Linked DNA regions of Danio rerio: region 2 is linked to region 1. Evidence: chromatin contacts called from public Micro-C data. All regions are on one chromosome and are shown on one strand. Each heading gives the region's core, a stretch centred on a gene start, on an enhancer-like site or on the middle of the called end of the contact. The rest is flanking DNA. Distances are from core to core; before and after follow the strand shown.

Region 1 (3,641 bases), core at 345-2,844:
TGTGTATAATATATATACAGTACATAGAGAGGGAGAGATTATAAAGTGCAGGAAGATGCATCAAATAAACTGTTTTCTTTATTATAGCACAAAATGTTGTATATAACTTTACAATTTACACTGTTTAAAGGTTTACACTGGTTAAATTATTAAAAAAGAAAACATAGTCCATACCACCCTGTCACAGTGAACAACACTGTCAACATCAGATACTACCCTAATACACTCTGCATAAATTAATGTTGAATTATGTTCTTGTTGTGTGGACTAAATTAAAAATTTAAGTTCATTTGTATTTTTTTAAATTTGAATTAAAATTTTCAGTGCAAACAATTTACATGTCACATTTATTTTTCAAAGTTAAAAATCTCATAATACAGACTTTCTATTGATAGCTGCATAAAAGAGGACATTTTATTTGAAAAACATTTGAATTTAAAAAGCTATTTGTTATTTTACTACTGTAATGTCATACTTATTATCAGGTAACAATGTGGTACAAGCGAGACTCTCTTGCTTAAAGAAAAACAATATAATTAATAAGGATTTTGTGCCAGAGGTAGGAAAAAAGCTTTTTTGGAGGGTTAAGATCTTTCAAATAGTAGTTTTTTTTTGTTTGTTTTTTTTTAAGTTGTACTTAATTTTGAAAATTGTTGTGTGGAAAGGCAGCCGTTTCATAGACTGAATAACAATTCAAATGTAATTGTTAATAAAATCAATAAAATAAAACAAAACAAAATAAAATAAACAAAAAACAGCCAAAACACCCTTCATCAGGGTGCAGATTTTATTAATTTTATTTATTGTAAATTATTTACACAGGCCTATTAACCAAGGAAATAATACATTTCTGGAAGTTTTTGGTGTTTATTTAAAACTAATTTATTGAATTTTAATGAAATAAAACTTAATTAAATAAATTATACTAATAAAATCTACTGTGCACTGCTAGTGAGAAGGATGTTATTGATTAGCAAAATTTGGCATTTTTATAAAAACAAAGAAATTAAACTTCTGTGTAATAATATGTTGATTGTAGCAAAATTTTATATTTACAAATGTAGATTTGTTAAAGTTTGTCCTTGTTTCAAAGCATTTAAAATTTATTTCCAACATTTTATATAAATCCATAAAACAGGTAAAAACAAAAGGTGCCTCAAAGCTCTCTAAACTTTTGTCAGCTTATATGGACTGACCCCATTGAAAGTATTTTCTTTTGTATTATTTAAGGATTATTTATGTTATTATTATTTATATTTTGTACTGTTTTGTTTATTATATGCTGCCTGGATACAATGTTATATATGTTTAACAATGGAAGTTGTTATTTGAAGGCTAAATAAAAATAAAAAAATAAAAAATAATAAATTATCGCTAAGCACTGCAGCAAGCGGCTGGTGACATCACCAAACAAAAACTCACATCAGTTCTGAAGTTTTGATCTGCAGTCGCCATCTGCTGGCCCAGAGTTCATTGTCTTTCACACAATACTCATTTTGGTAAGTAGACGCCTATTTTTCATCAAATACCTTCTCGCTGTGTGAACGAGCATGAGAACGTACTGTATACCAACTGTCTGTGAAAAGAGCACTGGAAAAGCCTGTTGAAAATGGTCCGTGTACGTTTTGTTCATTTGTTTTCCATTTTCAAACGGAATAAAGGAAATGGAGAAAACGTCCGTTTTTCCGTTTTTCTTTTGCTCACGAGAAAACGAAAAAACGAGATTTTGGCTGGATTTTCGTTTTTTGGTTTAGGGTAGGAAAACGGATAAACGACTTTAAAATTCATTTTACACATGTAGGCGGTGCTGAAACACCCACTTTCCTCTAATTGGTTAACCAAATCTGCGCTCGTGACGTCACCCTCAAAATAAAAGCCTTACACGCAGGCTTTTAATTATTATTATTTAATTATATATATAAACAAAGTTTACATATTCTATCATTTGAACCACACACAGTTAGCAGGCTTACATTCATTGCGTATGTATAAATTAAATAAAAACGTAAATCAGCAGTATTTTTAGACATTTGTCATTAAAATAAGGTCATAGTTCACTGCCAAGCTTCTTGCTGCTGTGCACCTGATGCAGAGCAAAGATAGCCATTTCCGAGCAGCACCTGGTTTGCATGATTGTTTCAGAGCAAGGGCTTGTAATAATAATAATAATAATAATAATAATAATAATTATTATTATTATTATTATTATTATTATTATCAGTTACTAGTGTTTTTATTGTTTGGTGTGATTTTTTTCTTTTTAATAGTTGTTACCAGAACCAGAATAAGAACACTTTGGGCCCTGCTATAAAAACAAAGGGTACCATTTGTTTTCATTTATTTCTTCCTATTTTAATTATATATTGTAATTATTTATTTGATAATTAATACTATTTTATTGCAACGCCAAAGTAGGCCTGTCTTATTATTTTTTTTATTATTAAATTTGCTGTTATTGTAGGCTAGATGGCAGGCTTTAAATATTTTAAATAACATTTACTCATAACCTTACTAATTCGAGAGCCGAACCTAAAAAAGTTTAAGTGCAATAAGCCTGTACAATAAAGGGAGCCGCAATGCATATTTCTAGCGCATTCTTTCACTCAACAATTATTGCTGGAATAATGAAATAAATTTCAAATGAACCAATTAAACACATTATAGTTGATAAAAAAATTGTGTCTAGTAGTTCCGACAAACAGATGAGCTCGCTACATGTGCGTTGCGCTAATAATTTGACATTTGCTCTTCTTGAGAAAGTGCTACAGCGGGCCCTGCTATTTCACATATAAGGTTAGTGATACGTATTTTAAATTAGTATTGCACATTATTCATTTATTTTCTTGTCGGCTTGGTCCCTTTATTAATCTGGGGTCGCCACAGCGGAATGAACCGCCAACTTATTTAGCAAGTTTTTATGCAGCGGATGCCCTTCCAGCCACAACCCATCTCTGGGAAACATCCACACATACACACACACTTATACAGTATGGACAATTTAGCCTACCCAATTCACCTGTACCACATGTCTTTTTACTGTGGGGAAAACCGGAGCACCCGGAGGAAACCCACGCGAACGCACTACACTACTGAATTAGACACACAATCTCAAAAAAAAACTTGATGCTTATTTACATTATCTAAAGTCATTTCTGAGGTAGGATCTGTTGTTGTATTATATATTTTCGTTTTAATATGCATATAATTTTCTTTAATTTGTAATAGGTCCCTCATTGCATAAAATAACCAGCCTTTGTATTCAATATGTTTGTAAATTGTCCATCCAGTTTGACGCAAGCTAAACAACATTTTGGCCTGTTTTGCTTATTAAATGAGTGATTTTCACGGAGAAACAAATCATCCATCCACACAGTTTTGTATAGGACCTGTGTGAACAAAAATATACACTTCATCATAGCCTATAGGAAAATGTATCTGTTTAGAACCAATTTTGTGTTGTATAATTAAAAATATTAAAAATACAATAAAAAAAAAAGAAGGAATAACATTTGAAGTGCAATGCTTCAAAGATCCAATACGCTGCATGCAGAGCCAAAACAAAAACTGGTTTGTTTGTTTAATAAAATAATAATATGAAATTAAAGTGAAATAGTTCCATAACCTGTATTATAACTGTAGTC
Region 2 (3,641 bases), core at 584-3,083, 140 kb before region 1:
ATTATTAGTCATAGTAGTAGTTGTATTAGTAGTAGTACACTGATGACTTATTGGATAAATAATTTTTTTTAAGGTAAGTGATTGTGCATGATTTATTTGGGTTCATTCTTTTTATTTTTTTTCATGCTTAGTCCCTTTAATCTGGGGTCACGGCGGAATGAACCGCCAACTTATCCAGCATATGTTTTTTGCAGCGTATACCCTTCCAGGCGCAACCATCTCTGGGAAACATCCATACACACTCATTCAAACACATACATTATGGACAATTTAGCCTACCTAATTTACCTGTACCGTATGTCTTTGGACTTGTGGAGGAAACCGGAGCACCCAGAGAAAACCCACTTGAATGCAGGGAGAACATGCAAACTCCACACAGAAAAGCCAATTGACCCAGCCAAGACTCGAATCAGCGACCTTCTTGCTCTGAGGCGACAACACTACCTACTGCGCAACTGCGTTTCTTATATGGTTTAAACTTAAACATATTAAAATTAGCACTATTTAGTACTTAAGTTGTTTGTTTTAATTCAGCTTATATAAATGGTTTGCAACAATTTGCAATGAACCCTTTTTTTTCAGTGCAGGAGTAATTGTACTAATAGAATGATAGTAATACAGAAGGCAACTCTATTCAGTGTAGGGCAAGATTATTTTTCTAAATTAAAATAAAAATATTAAAATTTTCAATCACACATATGACTTTTTATTTTTGAAAACAAACCAAGAAAATACAAAATTATACAATATATGCAACTATATACAAAACTTAAAAATTACAAATCATATTTTCCTGAAACAAATTACAAGGCTTCTTTGGCTTTTTTAAAATTATTAATATTCTCTAAACTGCTGCAGTAATCTCCAATAGCCTCTTAAAGAAAATAAACAAAGTTTGGCTTGGACCTAGACCACTGTTATGTGAATCTTTACAAAAAATAAAAAAAATAATAATAAATAAATAAATAAAATGTTTTACAAGGAAGATAAAATTGTTTGGTATATTAACATAATAGATGGATATTTTATCATTTTATTTTGATTTGAATTTGCATATTTGTTTTCTTCCTAAAAGAATTTTCCATATTCACCTATAAAATCCTTGTGTAGCCTATGTACAATATCAAGACAGATGGACAATAGGGTACTTTTCCATAGAACAAAAATCAGAAGATTAATTAGTATCCAAGTTAAATCTCATTATAACCTCTTTAGTTTGAGAATTTTAAATGTTCACAATATAGTTCCCAAGAACAATTATTTCCATTTCATATTTATAAATACACTGGTCCATTTTAAGATGTATAACTGTATCACCTGTTATAATATTTCTGATACATTTAATAGTATAACTTTGTTTAATTATATCAAAGTCACTTATACAAAATGAAGTTGTTGATCAAAAAGTCATTAAAAAGATAACAAGGTATTTAAATTTAGCAACTGTCTAACTTATACAATATAATTTTCATACCATTTTCTTTGTAAGAACAAAAGATGTAACCAAATAGGCTAACATTGTTTGGGGAAAATGTGCTTAAATAAATAGGCAATTTTTAAATAAAAAGATGTAAATGTTTGTATACATTAATACACTTAACAGCTTTCTTATTTCTCAGATTACAGATAGTTTTTTTATACAGCTAAAATTTTGACCTCAAAATAATAGACTTGCAATCATTGAACTTGCTTTTGTGAATACTGAATTTTGCCAGCAGAAGTAATGACTTGGATGCCTATAGGCTACATCAGTGGCGCGTGATGTCATCGCGTATTGAAATGAGAGGCAGTGTTTATACACATTTTACCTCAGGTATGTGTTGCTGCAAGTCAAAGTGTGGAGATCGCAAAGTTTACATCAGTCGGAAGAAGCTGTTCCCGAACTTTCATTCAACAAACTCACAGGTATGATTTACAGACGTAATGCTTCTGTGGTGAAGTTCTGTTTCTATTTTAGGAACTTAAAAAACTGCAACCGGTTAGACTATTGTGATGTGTTGTGTAAGTATGACATAAAGCCTTCTGGAATATTCCCGACAGCTGAAGGCGTGGGTTAATGTAGCCAACAGAAATATTCCTCTCTGCTTGCTTACTTATTCAGTGAAGCCATTCGTTGAATGAACACATTTAAAGGTAGAAATTAAATTTGGGGCAACTTTATTTGATAACACTTTTTGTCTGTGTAATAGCGTAAACTAGCACGCAACTTGGGAACTTTTTGCGTATCTTATTGGGCTACTTATTTTTCTCTTGTGATGCTGTTTATCTACATAAGGTATTTTCCATGTGCAAAATAAACTATTATCGGCATGCACAACATAAACTTGTTCGAGGGGAGCTGTCAGAGTTCCTTCGAAAATTACTTTTTTCTTCCGAGATTTCAGGGTTTCCTCTTAAATTAAAGATTACGTCAGGCGACACGTCACTGCAACGACATCTCCGAGTGGTCTCGTGCTTCCTTTTGAGAGCACTTGAGATGAGTCTGTGGACGGCAGCGCTCCATTGCGCGCGCGGGCTCTAGACATGGAAATCGTTGGGCCTACTACTGTTTTACCAGTTTAACAGCATTCACACCTTTCTCGTTAACATTTTTGACGTTTCCTGCTAGATCCCTATCTGACAATTAAAGGGATAGTTCACCCTAAGTACACACTATTTATACCTCCACAACCCTCCAGCAGTGGAAACTGTTTAAACTCCCCAATATATCTGAATTAAACACATAACTTTGTTAGCTCACATTGCTAGTTTTGAGGTAAATAATTAATCTGTGCATGTCCCTAAGAAAAAAATAGTTTTCATCTAATCTTTAATTAAAATCTGAAAATGCACTTCCTGTTTGTTTCCAGTTAAATGAGGTATTTGCACACAGACTTTTAATTTCAGTAAGCCAGCCCCAGGCTTCCGGTTAATTGTCATCTCATACAAAATAGCAGCGTTTAAAATCTGATTTCTGGAAAAAAAAAAAAAAACAGCAACACTGCCTGCCTCAGATACGATATAAAGTGGGTATTAGACCATACAAGAAGCACTGCATTAAATTATATTTTGCCCCAGCATTTTAATAGTTTTTGCGCTAGACTGCTGCTAATGATGCCGCCTACTTTTAAGTGGTCTTTCGTCTCTTTTTACGCTTTAACAACAAAATGGATGCTTAAGTCTATTTAACTCCTTATATTTGAATTGCATCACAGCATCGATGCTGTAAAAGGAACCTTATAAATGAAGCCTTATACATAAAGCTTTCACTGGAAGTTCATTGTTGGCTGAAAAACACTAGCTGCGCATATAGCTCATTGTCAAATTATGTATATCTAAGCAAATGGGTGTGGCTAACATATGTAAACCCATTGGTCCAGCAGTCAGTTTTGACAACAAACAGTAAGAGTGAGGAGGAGAAGTCTGTTAGGTTGTAATAATTTTCCCTTAACACTTTTCCCGATTTTTCTGAATGAAATGCCTACTTTACTACATCCAATCAGCCCACAGTAGAAAAAAAACAAGCCACACCCACTGTTTTCTTCTTTAATATTTCATTTTTATAGGAACTGCATGACAATACCAATAAAATAACTGTCGCAGCTTCCGGTTCATGGGGACTTTAATAGCAGAATATGCCCTTAAAAGTCAGTGAAGCCATT

The links. Hi-C and Micro-C count contacts between places; a contact is called where the count stands out from the background.
Region 2: a Micro-C map of caudal fin shows a contact between it and region 1, with 12 times the contacts expected there. The contact joins the promoter of cpt1a2b here to the enhancer-like site in region 1. A contact is called at or near these places in 3 of 18 Hi-C or Micro-C datasets (caudal fin, hematopoietic stem cells and an unstated tissue) and 1 of 4 datasets of contacts at active chromatin or transcription factors (caudal fin).

Annotation. Positions count from the first base shown.
Region 1 is chr3:30,960,219-30,963,859 of GRCz12tu, reverse strand. No RefSeq gene overlaps it. Among named protein-coding and RNA genes, the nearest start is that of syt5a, 14 kb to the right of the region's middle. Within about 2 kb of position 1,594, at least 3 of the 62 cell types and tissues checked have an H3K27ac peak or open chromatin away from gene starts, as enhancers often do.
Region 2 is chr3:31,100,026-31,103,666 of GRCz12tu, reverse strand. cpt1a2b (carnitine palmitoyltransferase 1A2b) reads left to right here and starts at 1,833. Exons shown (of 20, transcript XR_012401061.1): 1 at 1,833-1,905.